Linked DNA regions of Mus musculus: region 2 is linked to region 1. The links are chromatin contacts, called in public ChIA-PET maps. All regions are on one chromosome and are shown on one strand. Each heading gives the region's core, a stretch centred on a gene start, on an enhancer-like site or on the middle of the called end of the contact. The rest is flanking DNA. Distances are from core to core; before and after follow the strand shown. Region 1 has its middle 18 kb from the start of Ttc39b. Region 2 overlaps Ccdc171 (coiled-coil domain containing 171).

Region 1 (6,177 bases), core at 1,217-3,716:
GTGTTTTTTCTCCACATCCCTCCCTGTTCCACAGGATGAAATATAGATATAACAGTGATAATCTGGTTTGACTGTGTGGACAATAAGCCCCTGGAGAACACAGAAGGAACAAAGTAAAAAGAAGGAACTGAGGCCTGCAGGTGACCTTACAGATCAACTCCATTCAAACCTGAAGACCACAGCCTTGACCTTGAGACAGAAAAGAGGAAATTCTGCTAAGGGTGCAGCTTCCTAGTTCAGCATTTTTGGTGTCTCCTAAGCACCCATAAGGACCTGGATTCAGTTCCTAGTACCTCTGCTGTCACCACACACACACACACACACACACACACACACACACAGAGAGAGAGAGAGAGAGAGAGAGAGAGAGAGAGAGAGAGAGAGAGAGATAAAGATAAAGATAAAGAATAAATAAAATAAAACTAATATAGGAACCAGCAAGATAGTAATGTTGGTTCAAACAAAGCCAGGAGAGACCCAAGTGTCCACATCCAATGTCATTTACTGTCAGGGTTCTGAATCGTGAGGGTCAATCGGAGAAAGAGAGACACTGCAGGATGAGTTAAGGCCTGGCTGGCAGCAGGGAGATGGAACCTCTCTGGACTGCAGATGGAACAGCTGTACAAAGACTGATTTATGGATGGTTACACAGTTATTGTTGTTAAGCAAAACAATTCCCTCATACCTCTGCTCTAATCTATACGTTTCATAAAGGAAAACCTCACACCCGGCAACTTTAGTCCTTACTGTGCACCATCCAGATGTTCCAGGTGTGCCAGGAACATAGTCTTGTGACCAACGTCAGGCGAAGGCTGTAAAGCTCCTCCTGAAAACCTCTGTAAATCACAGCAAGCAATCTCTGTTTTCCACAAAGATTTCAAGGTCTGAGCACTTCTAGAAAACAACTATTCGTTCTGCTGTTTACCTTAGATACAGTGAAAAGCAGCTATATCATTCTAATGTTTACCCTAAATGCAGTGATTGTACTAAAACCCCACTATGATCTACATGTAAGAACATTTGTAGGCTGATGTGGTTGCTCTGAGAGTTTGTGATTTGGGTAAATTACTGCCCTCAATAGGACTATAACAATGCAGACTTCAATAACAGCAATAACTCAATGGAGCATTTTAAACAATTAACTTTGTTTGAAAGTATGTGTATTTGTGTATATCTGATGTGGGCATGCCTGTGGAGGCCAGAAGAGGGTGCTAGACTCCCCTGCTGCTGGAGTTGGGCACCGTCCAACAGGGATGGCAGGAGCAGCAAGCATCCTTAATCACTGAGCCATCTCTCTAGCCCCTCAACAGAACATTTTCTCAAAATGTTTATCTTGGGCTGGAGAGATGGCTCAGCAGTTAAGAGCTCAGACTGAAGATCATGAGTGAGTTCAGATCCCAGCAACCACATGGTGACTCACAGCCATCTATAATGAGATCTGACGCCCTCTTTTGGGGTGTCTGAAGACAGCTACAGTGTACTTACATATAATGGATAAATAAATAAATCTTAAAGAAAAAAAGAAAAGAAAACTTTAAAAAAATTATCTTTGCTTATCTGATAATTCTGAAACATTTAAAAAAAAAACAAAAAAAAAACCAAACAGCACTGTAAGTCGAACCTTTTGAGGAGTGCCAGGACACATCCACCCACACCAAGCACTCGGTTTTGAAAGAGAAGTATTTGGAGCTGAAGATATTTCTGCTTCTCACAAAGAAGCAGAAATAAATAATTTTGGCTCTTGCTCACTTGCATAGTCAAGACATAGACGTATGAAGACTCCGCTCTGCCTTCACCAAGGAAGAGTAAAGATTAAATGCTGGAGACAAAACAGATCCTTAGCCTGGCACTAAGTGTATTACCCAACCATTGCTTCCCAGTGGTTTCTCCATATTTATCTTTCCCTAGCAGCACAGTCTTTATTTGTCTTGATACTATTTTGATTCTCTACCACAGGCCAGGTGCCGTGGTGCACGGTGTTAAGCCCAGCACTTGGGAGGGTGGCATGAGAGCAAGTCTGTGTGAAGAGGCCAGCCTGGTCCACACAGTGAGACACTGCTTCCAAATAAAGTAAAATGCAAATCTCAGTCTGGAGCCGGTGAGGCAGCTCAGTGGTAAAGCGTCAGCTTAGCCTGTGTAAGGCCCTGCGTTTGATCTTCATTACTGCAATATCAATAAACTATCATTCTTTCCTTAACATAATGACGTATAAATCCGTATCCTTGCCAACTATGCCCACCTTAAGTGTTGTCCTGTCTCTATAGTGCACATTGCCATAAACTGCCTGTTTGTTTCTCTCTTCTATACCTGCACTTTGTCATCTAATTTTACAGGGTCTCTGTGCCACAGAAAACTAGTATGAATAGATAGAGCAGGAAAAATTCCCGGTAACATGCTACCTAGGGAGGGGGTTGGGGCATGCAGTGCCATGGAGGCGTCAGGACCTTACCAAGGACGGAACCTTGGCTGACCTGGAACTTGGAAAGATCTATCCCCCTGCCCTTGTCTCCTGAGCTGAGATTGCAGGCATGTGAGGACAAGGCGAATCCCGCCCTGTATTTCTTACTTGTGTGTTTGCATGTGGTTTTGCTTATCTTTGAGAGGTGAGATCTCAGAGAGGAAGACTGTGTCAAAGGCGGGCGCACAATGCTACTTTTGATTCTTGACACCAAGCTGTTTTCCCCTTTCCCTTTTCCCCGCGACAAAGAGGGAAGAGCGAGTAGCCTGTGGGGAGCCCACAGTGCAGTGGGTAGGAAGATAACCTTTAAGGGAATTTTTCAGGGCTTTGATTTGGACTTCTCAGAAGAGCGTGCAATTAAAACAAAAACAGATGTTAGCTGACTTGGCCAAACACACACAGTAAATGCTCTTTGCCCTGTTATAGAAGCTTGGTTCTTTTAGCCTTGGCTAAGCAGCAGGGAGTTGGCTCCGTGTGCCTGGGAAGAGCCAGAGGTTGGGCCAGACTCCACCCCAAGTTCTACTCCCCCACCCCACTCCCACCCCCACCCCTTTTACCTTTACCCTGTTCCTGGATTTCTCCTCTCGGTTTCCACCTGCTATGGTCACCCGGACTCTGCTTTCATTGAGCTAATGAAGCTCCTGTGTTGGAGCTGCTTTCAAGTTAAAAACCCTTCACCAGAAGACTGCCTTTTGGGGGAGGGGTCATTTACAGTAACCTCGGCGCTTCCTTTCCCCTTTTATTTCCCAGTTTGTAATTAGGAGGGCTGGTCTCCTAGGAGTGCCTTAGATGTGACTGGCAATGGAGTGTCTAATACCTTTAGCCTGTTTTCTATTCTATTCTTGAGTGCCTATCTCTGTATCATCTTATCATTAATGGCGGGTTGTTTTATTTTTCTGACAGGGTCTCCCTATACAGCCCATACTGGCCTTGAACTCACGATCCTGTCTTGGCCTCCTAAATGCTCCATTACAGGAATGCTGCCTTACCTGGCATTTCTCTCTTCTGCCCTGGCACGTAAACTTTATGAGGATGGAGCATTTTCTCTGATTTGGGGGCTATCAGTGTCTGTCCTAGACATCGTCGGCCATTTCTCTCTGAGCTAATTTTAATCATCCTTGACGCTCTGTTCTGAGGGCTGGCTAAGAATGCCTTAATCCCAGGACTAGGGAGACCTGCATATCAGCTGGGGCTCAGAAAGCCAAATCAAAGCAAAACGTAAGTATTTTCGTATTAGCTGGAACTGAATAATGGTGGTGTAGAGCTTTTAATCCCAGCACCGAGGTGGGGGTGGAGAGGGGTTGTGCACAGAGGCAGGTGGATCTTTGAGTTCAAGGCCAGCCCAGTCCACACAGTGAGTTCCAGGAACGACAGGGCTACAAAGAGAAAGCCTGTTTTGAATAAATAGATAAATAATGAAAGAAAGAAAGAGAAAGAAAGCTGGGCAGTGGTGGCTCACACCTTTAATCCTCTATGAGGGGATGTATCAGTCCATCAAAACATCTAGGCCGAGTGTCTCACGACCATGGCTGTTTGGCTGGGAGAATGGTCCTGTAAAACAACATCTTTTCTACTTTTAAAAATTGATGTGTGGGGCTGGTGAGATGGCTCAGTGGGTAAGAGCACCCGACTGCTCTTCCGAAGGTCCAGAGTTCAAATCCCAGCAACCACATGGTGGCTCACAACCATCCTTAACAAAATCTGACTCCCTCTTCTGGTGTGTCTGAAGACAGCTACAGTGTACTTACATATAATAATAAATAAATCTTAAAAAAAAAAAAAAACAGAACCAAACCCCTTTAAAAAAAAAATTGATGTGTGACCTCTGTAATTTCTGTAAAAAATATTCATTTCTAAATCGAGTGTGGTGGCACACACCTGTCATCCCAACACTCGGAAGCTGAGGCACGAGGATCAGGAGTTTAGGGCTATATTCTTCACCTCACGGTGAGTTCTAATCCTGTCTACAAAGTGTACAGGTCAGCTAGCAGTGGTGGCTCATTCCTTTAGTCCCAGCACTAGGGAGGCAGAGGCAGGCACATCTTTGAGTTTGAGGCCAGCCTGGTCTATAGAGTGAGTTCCAGGACAGTCATGGCTAAATAGAGAAACCCTAAAATAGTGTACAATTTAATGCCACTTAGACATTTTCTTCAATTATTACTTTTTTTCTAGTTTATCTAGTTGTATCATCCTATGCTAAGTAATTATTCCCCATTTTTCTCTTCCCCAACCCAAGTGACTACTATTATGCTTTCTGTTTTACCAGAAAGCGTATTTTATGTTTTACCAGAAAGTATATGTTTAGCTAGGAGTTTTCCACTCCTAGATATTTTATATAAATACAATTTTACCTGTTTCAGGGGTTATTTATGCTGTTGCATGCATTAATGTTTTAAGGTTAATGGATAAATTTCCATGGTTTAAATATACTATATTTAAAATTTTTCATTTATTTTATGTATATGAGTACACTGTCACTCTCTTCAGACACACCAGAAGAGGGCTTCAGACCCCATCACAGATGGGTGTGAGCCACCATGTGGTTGCTGGGAATTGAACTAAGAACCTCTGGAAGAGCAGTCAGTACTCTTAACTGCCGAGCCATCTCTCCAACCCAAATATACCACATTTTTAATGCAGTCAGCCACTGAAGGATCTTGAGTTTGTTCTACCATTCTGCAAATGTGAACAGGCATGCTAGGAACACTCCTATTTGCTTGAACACCTGCCTTCAGTTCTTTGGGTTATGCGCCTAGGAGCAAGTTACTGTCTCATAGAAAGCCTGTGTTTAGTTTACTCAAGGACTGCCCACCTGTTTCCCACAGTGCTTACACCATTTTGTATTCCTACCAGCAATTTTTCTGCCCTTGCTAATACTTTCTTCACTTTTTGTTAAAATTAGTCATTCTTGTGGGTGTAAAATGCTACTTTATTATAGCTTTAATTTCTCTAATGACTAATGATGTAGACTATTTTTTCATATGCTTGCTAGACATTTGTATAACATGTTTGGAGAATTATCAATTCAGATCTTTTCCCACTTTTCAATTGGAGGTTCTAGCTAAGGAGAGATAATTCTCTCTCTCTCTCTCTCTCTCTCTCTCTCTCTCACACACACACACACACACACACACACACACACACACACACACACACACACTTTTTAAAGAACCTGCTTTTTTGTGTGTTGATCTACATCTTACAAGTTTACTAAATTTGATTACTAGCTCTCATAGTTTTTCTGTGGCTTCTTTGGTTTCCTCTGTGTCTGATTGTGTCATCTATGGCTTTAGATGGCTTCCTTCTTTCCTGATTTGTGGGTTGTTGTTTTCTTTTATTGCCTTGGCTAGAGTTCCCAGCATAACATTGAAAAGAGAAGTTGAAAGAGAACATTCTGTCTTTTTCTTGATGTCAAGAGAAAGAGTTTCAGTCTTTTGCCGTTAAGGTTGGTAAAGTACCTGCCCTGACAGGTGAGAAGGCATTGTAAAGAGAGGTACTTAGGATATCAGAGCATTGAAACACTGCATCCCAAAGACTTAACATTTCTCCAGGAATCTCATCTGGGGAAAGAAAAAAAGCTGAAACCAGGTACCAGCCCAAGGAGGAGCTTTCTTTCCTGAAAGAGATGCCACGCATGGTGACTAGGACAGCTTAGTTGTCCATGATGCTTGCCTTCAACTTAAATCCAAACCTTGACCAGTGTCCTGAAGATGAACCTG
Region 2 (6,842 bases), core at 680-3,179, 220 kb before region 1:
AGACAGGAGGATCACAAGTTCATGGCCAGGCCAATTCTTAAACGTGGCTCACAGGGTTCATAGCTGGGTAACATTTTTCTCCTCGGTTATCATGTATATAGTACCTTCCTGAAATATGAGAGCTAGTAGTGGGGATGGAGCTTCCAGGCAAGCACTAACGTGATTTCTCCATGGTCAATGGCTCAGGTAGGCGATGTCTTCAGCAATAGGGCCTCACTGTCGTGTTCTGAAGGATAACCAACAGCAACAGCAATAGCCAGTAATGTCTGAGGGCCTACGAGGGATTATGGGAACATCAATGACCAAAAAGGTAACCCATTCTGGCACTGGGTGTATTTGTTACCATGTGGTGTCTAGCAAGACCACCCTGTTACACTGTAACTCTATTTTAACTTTTCATATATGTGCATACATAGTTTAGGAAACCTCTAGAGTAGTAGGTCTCCATATAGCTTTTTGAAAGGGTCTTTAGAGTAACTATCCACCTCCCATTTCCTCCTTTACCCTGCCTTCCCATCCCTAACTTTAATGCAACTCTTCTGTTCCATTTATCTCCCATACATTTTTTGGAGATTTTGTTTATGTATATGTGTTGTTTTTTCTGTTCACCATGTGCATTCAGTGTCCTCAGAAGCCAGAAAAGAACACTGAATTTCATTTAAATGGAGTAACTGACAGTTTGAGGCACCATGTCGACACTGGGAATTGAACCCAGGTCCTCTGTAAGAGCTGCCAGGGCTCTTAACCCCTGAGCCACCTCTCCATCCCCATCATTAATCTCCTTCAGCCCTTTACCCTACCTCCTGTTTCCTGCAAGCCTCTCTCCATGGCCCCTTACTCGTTTCCTGATCTCGTAGTGTTTACAGATGAAACATACACATCTGAAGAGTCAAAGCATCCATATATGAAAGAAAATGTGATGCTTGTCTTCTGGGTCTGGGTTACCTCACTCAGGATGACCACTTCAAGCTCCATCCAACTGTCCTCAAATTTCATTTTTCCTAATAGCTGAATAATATCCCGTTGTGTAGGTAGACCACAGTTTCATTATTCACTATTCATCAGCGGAAGAACATCTGGGTGTTTCCATTTCGTGTATATTGTGAATGGAGCAGCAATGACCATAGATGAGCAGTAACTCTGAAGGCTCAGGACCACAGGACAGAGGGTGGGAAGGATTGTAAACGCCAGAGGCAATGGATTACTGTAGTCTCCCCTCCTCCAGCCTGAAACCTGCTTGCTCAGGGGTGGAGCTTCCTGCTCATTCGTTCTGCCACGCCCACTGCTGGAACCTGCCAGCTTTGCTGTTTGGAGCCACACACGTGCTCACCTTTCTACTGGACCTGAGATTATTCGGCAGGAATCGGGTCCCCTCCCCCTTCCTTTATAACTGAAATGTCGGAACTAGTAAAATTGAGCTTTGATCAGAATAACTGTCTTGGCTACATTTCTTTCTCTCGCCACCTAGCCCCTCTTCTCTTCCAGGTTTCCAAAATGCCTTTCCAGGCTAGAACCCAGGTTGTGGTCTGCTGGCCGGACACAACAGATTACTACAAGAAAAAAGCATTTTCCAGACACAAGACACATGAACATAGTGAAGTGCACAGGAGGCTTCCTTCTGCACTCTCCCACAGAAGCCCCCCTCCCCCACCCTAGGCTCTCTCCCACAGCAAGCCTCTGTGGTTTCCCTCAGAAGTTCTGCTTTCCCCAACCCCTGCTCCCTCCTGCAGCAAACACGGGGGTTCACACACACACACGCACGCACACACACACACACACACACACACACACACACACACACACGGAGAACTTGAGGAGCCACAGGCACCAGCTTGAGTGAGACAATGACAAATCTCCCCAGCTGCAGTGGCACCAAGGCTAGCACTCTCCCTGATAACCTGCTGGGCGCTTCCCAGGTGCCGCTGGTGCCTATCCTTGGAAAAGGGAGATTAAGGTCCCACGTTTAAATCATAGAAGGTAGGTAGGTCACAGATAGTTATGGCCAGTCATAAAACTAGCTCCTGATAGCCCCATAAAGATCATCCTTAGGTCAGAAGACTCCCCCTCTCAGCCTTGTGATTCCGCCCTTCCAAATGGTATCCTGTCTGAGTCATGACTTATCTCACCCACCTTCCCTCCCATCACCCTAAGCATTTGAAGAATTTCTAACTATGCTGGATGTAAGTGCCAAGACACCCAAGCTCAAGGTTGCACTCCTGTCCTATGCTGTGGGAAGGGTTGTGATCCTAGTCTGACTCGTGACTAAAAGACTCTTATGCACGATTGCAGCGGGCTCTGCAGTTCTTGAGCTCTCCTGGGTTTCCCGTGGAGTTGGAGCATAATAATAGAAACTCACTGTAGTTATGATAGCAAACACAAGACTTGTGAGGCTCAGGCCACATGAAATCCCATACGTGAATCAATGAATGTAATAATACATCACATAAATGGGCTCAAAGACAGAAATCACATGATCATCTTAAGGGAAGCAAAAATGGTGTTTGACAAAACACAGCGTCTCTTTATGATAAAAGCACCCAAGTGGGCCAGTGAAATGGCCTCCCAAGTACTTGCCTCCAAGTGTAGTAATCCAAGTGTGACCTGAGAATCTGTATAGTAGAGGCTTGGTTCATGCAAATTGTGTGCCCCCTCCCCAAACACACACACTAAACCTTAAAAACTTTCATTTTGTTTAACAAAATCTAAAGAAACTGGGGATAAAAGGAATGTATCTCAGTATAATGAAAGCTGGTGGGACTGAAGCATCCTCACTTGGGCCCTATGGCTCGTTAACCTTTTTGAGTTCTGTGGATTGTACTCTGGGTTGTGATTGCATACCATGCATGTCCTTTTGGGTCTGAGATACATCACACACAGAATGATATTTTCCATTTCCATCCATTTCCCTCCAAAACTCATGATGTCTTTGTTCTTAATAGCTGAATAGTATTCCACTGTGTAAATGAACCATATTTTCTGTATCCATTCTTCCACTGTAGAACATCTGGGTTGTTTCCAGCTTCTGGATATCACAAATAAGGCCACTATGAACATAGTGAAACATGCCCCTGTGGCATGGTAGGGCATCTTTTGAGTATATTCCCAATTGTGGTATAGCTGGGTCTTCAGGTAGATCTATTTCCAATTTTCTGAGGAACCTCCAGATTGAGAGTGGTTGTACCAGTTTGCAATCCCACCATTAATGGAAGAGTATTCCCCTTTCTCTGAATTCTCGCCAACGTGTGGTGTCACCTGAGTTTTTGATCTTAGCCATTCTGATTGATGTAAGAAAGACTTTCAGGGTTGTTTTGATTTACATTTCCCTGATCACTAAGGACCTTGAACATTTCTTTAAGTGCTTCTCTGCCATTTAAGATTCCTCAGTTGTGAATTCTGTTTAGTTCTATACCCCATTTTTTTTATTGGGTTGTTTAGTGTTTTTGGAGGTTAGCTTCTTGAGTACTTTATATATTTTGGGTCTTAGCCCTCCATCAGATGTGAAGTTAGTGATTTTTTTTCCCAATCTGTAAGTTGCCAATTTGTCCTATTGACTACGTCCTTTGCCTTACAAAAGCTTTTCAGTCTCATAAGATCCCATTTATCAATTCTTGATCTTAGAGCCTGAGCCACTGAAGTTCTCTTTAGGAAATTCCATGCCTATGAGTTCGAGGCTCTTTCTCATTTTCTCTTCTATTAGTTCTCAGTGTATCTAGTTCTACGTCAAGGTCCATTTTCTCTTCTATTAGTTCTCAAGTGTATCTAGTTCTATGTCAAGGTCCTTGATCCACTTGGACTTGAGCTTTATGCAAGGTGACAAATAATGGATCTATTTTCATTTTTCTACATACCGACTGACCATTAAATCAACATCATTTACCAAAGATGCTTTCTGAGCCCGGTGTGGTGGTGCACACCTTTAATCCCAGCACTTGGGAGGCAGAGGCAGGCAGATTTCTGAGTTCGAGGCCAGCCTGGTCTACAAAGTGAGCTCCAGGACAGCCAGGGCTATATAGAGAAACCTTGTCTCGCAAAACCAAAAAAAAAAAAAAAAAAAATGCTTTCCATTGTATATTTTTGGCTTCTTTGTCAAAGATCAAGTGTCCATAGGTGTGTGGGTTTATTTCTGGGTCTTTAATTCTATTCCATTGATCAACCTGTCTGTCTCTGTACCAATACCATACCGTTTTTATCACTATTGATTTGTACTATAGCTTGAGGTCAGGGATGGTGATTCCCCCAGAAGTTCTTTTATTGTTAAGAAGGGAACATGATCAGGTATTGGGGGTGGAGACCAGGAGTAAAGCCCTAAGGGCCAGTGGAATGAATGGAAATATACAACCTCAGGAGGTGGGAGATGGGGTGGGGGACCCTCTAGAATGTACAGAGACCTGAGAGGTGAGAAAAATCTCAAGACTCAAAGGGAGGGACCTTAGATGAAATATCCTAGTGGGAATAGGGAACCTGTACAGTCCACCTCCAGTAGAAAGACAGAGCCTCAAGTGGAGGGATGGGGTTGCCATTCCACAGTCAAAAACTCTGACTCAGAATTGTCCCTGTCTAAAAGTACTACAGGGACAAAAATGGAGAAGGGACTGAGGGAAAGGAGGTCCTAGTGACAGACCCAAATTGGGACCCATCTCATTGGGAGGCTCCAAGGCCTGACACTATTATTGATGCTATGTTGTGCTTACAGACAGGAGCCTAGCATGGCTGTCCTCTGAGAGACCCAACAAGCAGCTGACTACGACAGAAGCAGATACTTACACCCAACCAATGGACAGAAGCCAGGGAACCCCTGTGTTGAATAAGGGAAAGGCTGAAAGAAGCTAAGAAGGAAGACAACCCTATAGGAAGACCAGCAGTCTCAACTAACCCGGACCCCTGAGATCTCTCAGACACTGAGCCACCAACCAGGCAACATACACTAGCTGGTTCTGGTCTGGCCTCAGTGAGAAAAGACTCACCTAACTCTTGAGAGACTTGATGCCCCAGGGCATGGGGAAGCCTATCAAGGTGTGGAAGGTGTAGTGACATCTTCCTGGAGACTTGGGAGGGGAAAGCAATACCTTGGGGAACTGTCAGAGTGTAGCACAGAAGGGGATAACAACTGAGTTGTAAAAAAAAAGATTAAAGATGGAAAGAAAGAAAAATCAAAGAAAGAAAAGGAAAGAAAAGAAAAAAGAAAAAGCCAAGCATTTCCAGTAAAATTAAGAATAAGGGTTCTAGTTTTGATAATTGTATTTAATACATTACTAGAAATTTAGCTACATAAATAGAAGAGAATCAATTAAGGGGGACAATTAGGAGAGGAAGAAATCACAGTGTCCTTATTGGTAGTTTATGTGACTCCATCCATCATAAAGACTACACCAGAGGCTGGGTATGGTGGCACATGCCTTTAATTACAGAATCTGGAAGCAGTGATTGAGATATCTCTGTGGGTTCAACAACAGCCTGATACCACATATAAAATTACAGGGCTGCAATAACTACACAATGAGACTTATCCAAAGAACAAAACAAATCAAAAAGACTCCACCTGGAAACTCTTAGAACCGATAAATACATTTAGCCAAGTATCAGGTTACAAAATTAACACACACACACACACAAATGCAGCCTTTCTACATGGCTAATCAATAAGGAAACGCTAAAGAGAACAGAGCAACACGATGCTTCAGCAGACAGAGGTGCTTGCTGACAAGCCTGATGACCTAAATTTAATCCCTAGCACCCACTTGGTAGCAGAAGGAAAAACCATACTTTGATCTGCACAAATTCACTCACATATATACACACATTAAACAAATATAATAAAAAATAAAAAGACAACAAATCAGGGAAACAATCCCATTCACAATTACCAAAATAAAAAATAGAACTATGCCAGCTACTGGTGGTGGATGCCTTTAACCCCAGCACATGGTAGGCAGACGTGGGCAGATCTCTGAGTTTGAGACCAGCCTGTTCTTTTTTTTTTTTTTTTTTTAAGATTTATTTATGTATTATATGTAAGTTCACTGTAGCTGTCCTCAGATACTCCAGAAGAGGGCATCAGATTTCGTTACGGATGGTTGTGAGCCACCATGTGGTTGCTGGGATTTGAACTGGGAACTTCGGAAGAGCAGTCGGCGCTCTTAACCACTGAGCCACCTTGCCAGCCCCGAAACCGGCCTGATCTTGAACAGAGCAAGTTCCAGGACAGCGGAGCTATACAAAGAAACCCCATCTCTGAGTAAATAAATAAACAAATTTACCAATAAAAGTGAAAGACTTCGCTAATGAAAACTTTAAAATATGAAATTTAGGGCTGGAGAGATGGCTCAGCGGTTAAAAGCACTGGCTGCTCTTCCAAGGGACCTAGGTTCAAATCCTAGCACCCACATGGAAGTTCACAACTGTCTGTAACTCCAGTTCCAGGAGATATGACACAGACATACATGGAAGCAGAACACCCATGTAAGTAAAATTTAAATTCTTTTTAAAAATAAAATAAAATATGAATTTAAAAAGACACAAGAAAATAGAAATACCTCTGGTCCTCATATACTCAAAGAATACATATTGTGCTGCTGACTATCAAAAGAAACCTACAGATTCAACTCAATCCATATCAGAATCCCAACACCACTCATCACAGAAATAGAAAAAACAATTTTACAATTGATATGAAAATACAAAAGACCTTAGTTAGCCAAAGCAATTGTAAGGAGTAAAAAAATAAGGCTGGAAGCATCACCAAAATTAACTTGAAGCTGTGTGACAAAGTGACAGCAACAAAAAAAGCATGGTAAACACAAAAACAGGCACGAACTTCAAGGGACAGAATGGAGATCTTCACA

Evidence for each region. ChIA-PET counts read pairs in DNA pulled down with a chosen protein or histone mark.
Region 2: a contact with region 1 is called in an RNA polymerase II ChIA-PET map of memory CD8 T cells, with 6 read pairs. The contact joins two enhancer-like sites. A contact is called at or near these places in 1 of 115 datasets of contacts at active chromatin or transcription factors (memory CD8 T cells) and 1 of 9 other capture datasets (liver).

What each region holds. Positions count from the first base shown.
Region 1 is chr4:83,339,175-83,345,351 of GRCm38.p6, reverse strand. No RefSeq gene overlaps it. Among named protein-coding and RNA genes, the nearest start is that of Ttc39b, 18 kb to the right of the region's middle. Within about 2 kb of position 2,466, at least 48 of the 459 cell types and tissues checked have an H3K27ac peak or open chromatin away from gene starts, as enhancers often do. A contact at or near this core is called in liver and memory CD8 T cells, where this site is marked.
Region 2 is chr4:83,562,743-83,569,584 of GRCm38.p6, reverse strand. All of the region lies in intron 6 of Ccdc171 (coiled-coil domain containing 171), which reads right to left. Among named protein-coding and RNA genes, the nearest start is that of Gm25899, 38 kb to the right of the region's middle. Within about 2 kb of position 1,929, at least 85 of the 459 cell types and tissues checked have an H3K27ac peak or open chromatin away from gene starts, as enhancers often do. A contact at or near this core is called in liver and memory CD8 T cells, where this site is marked.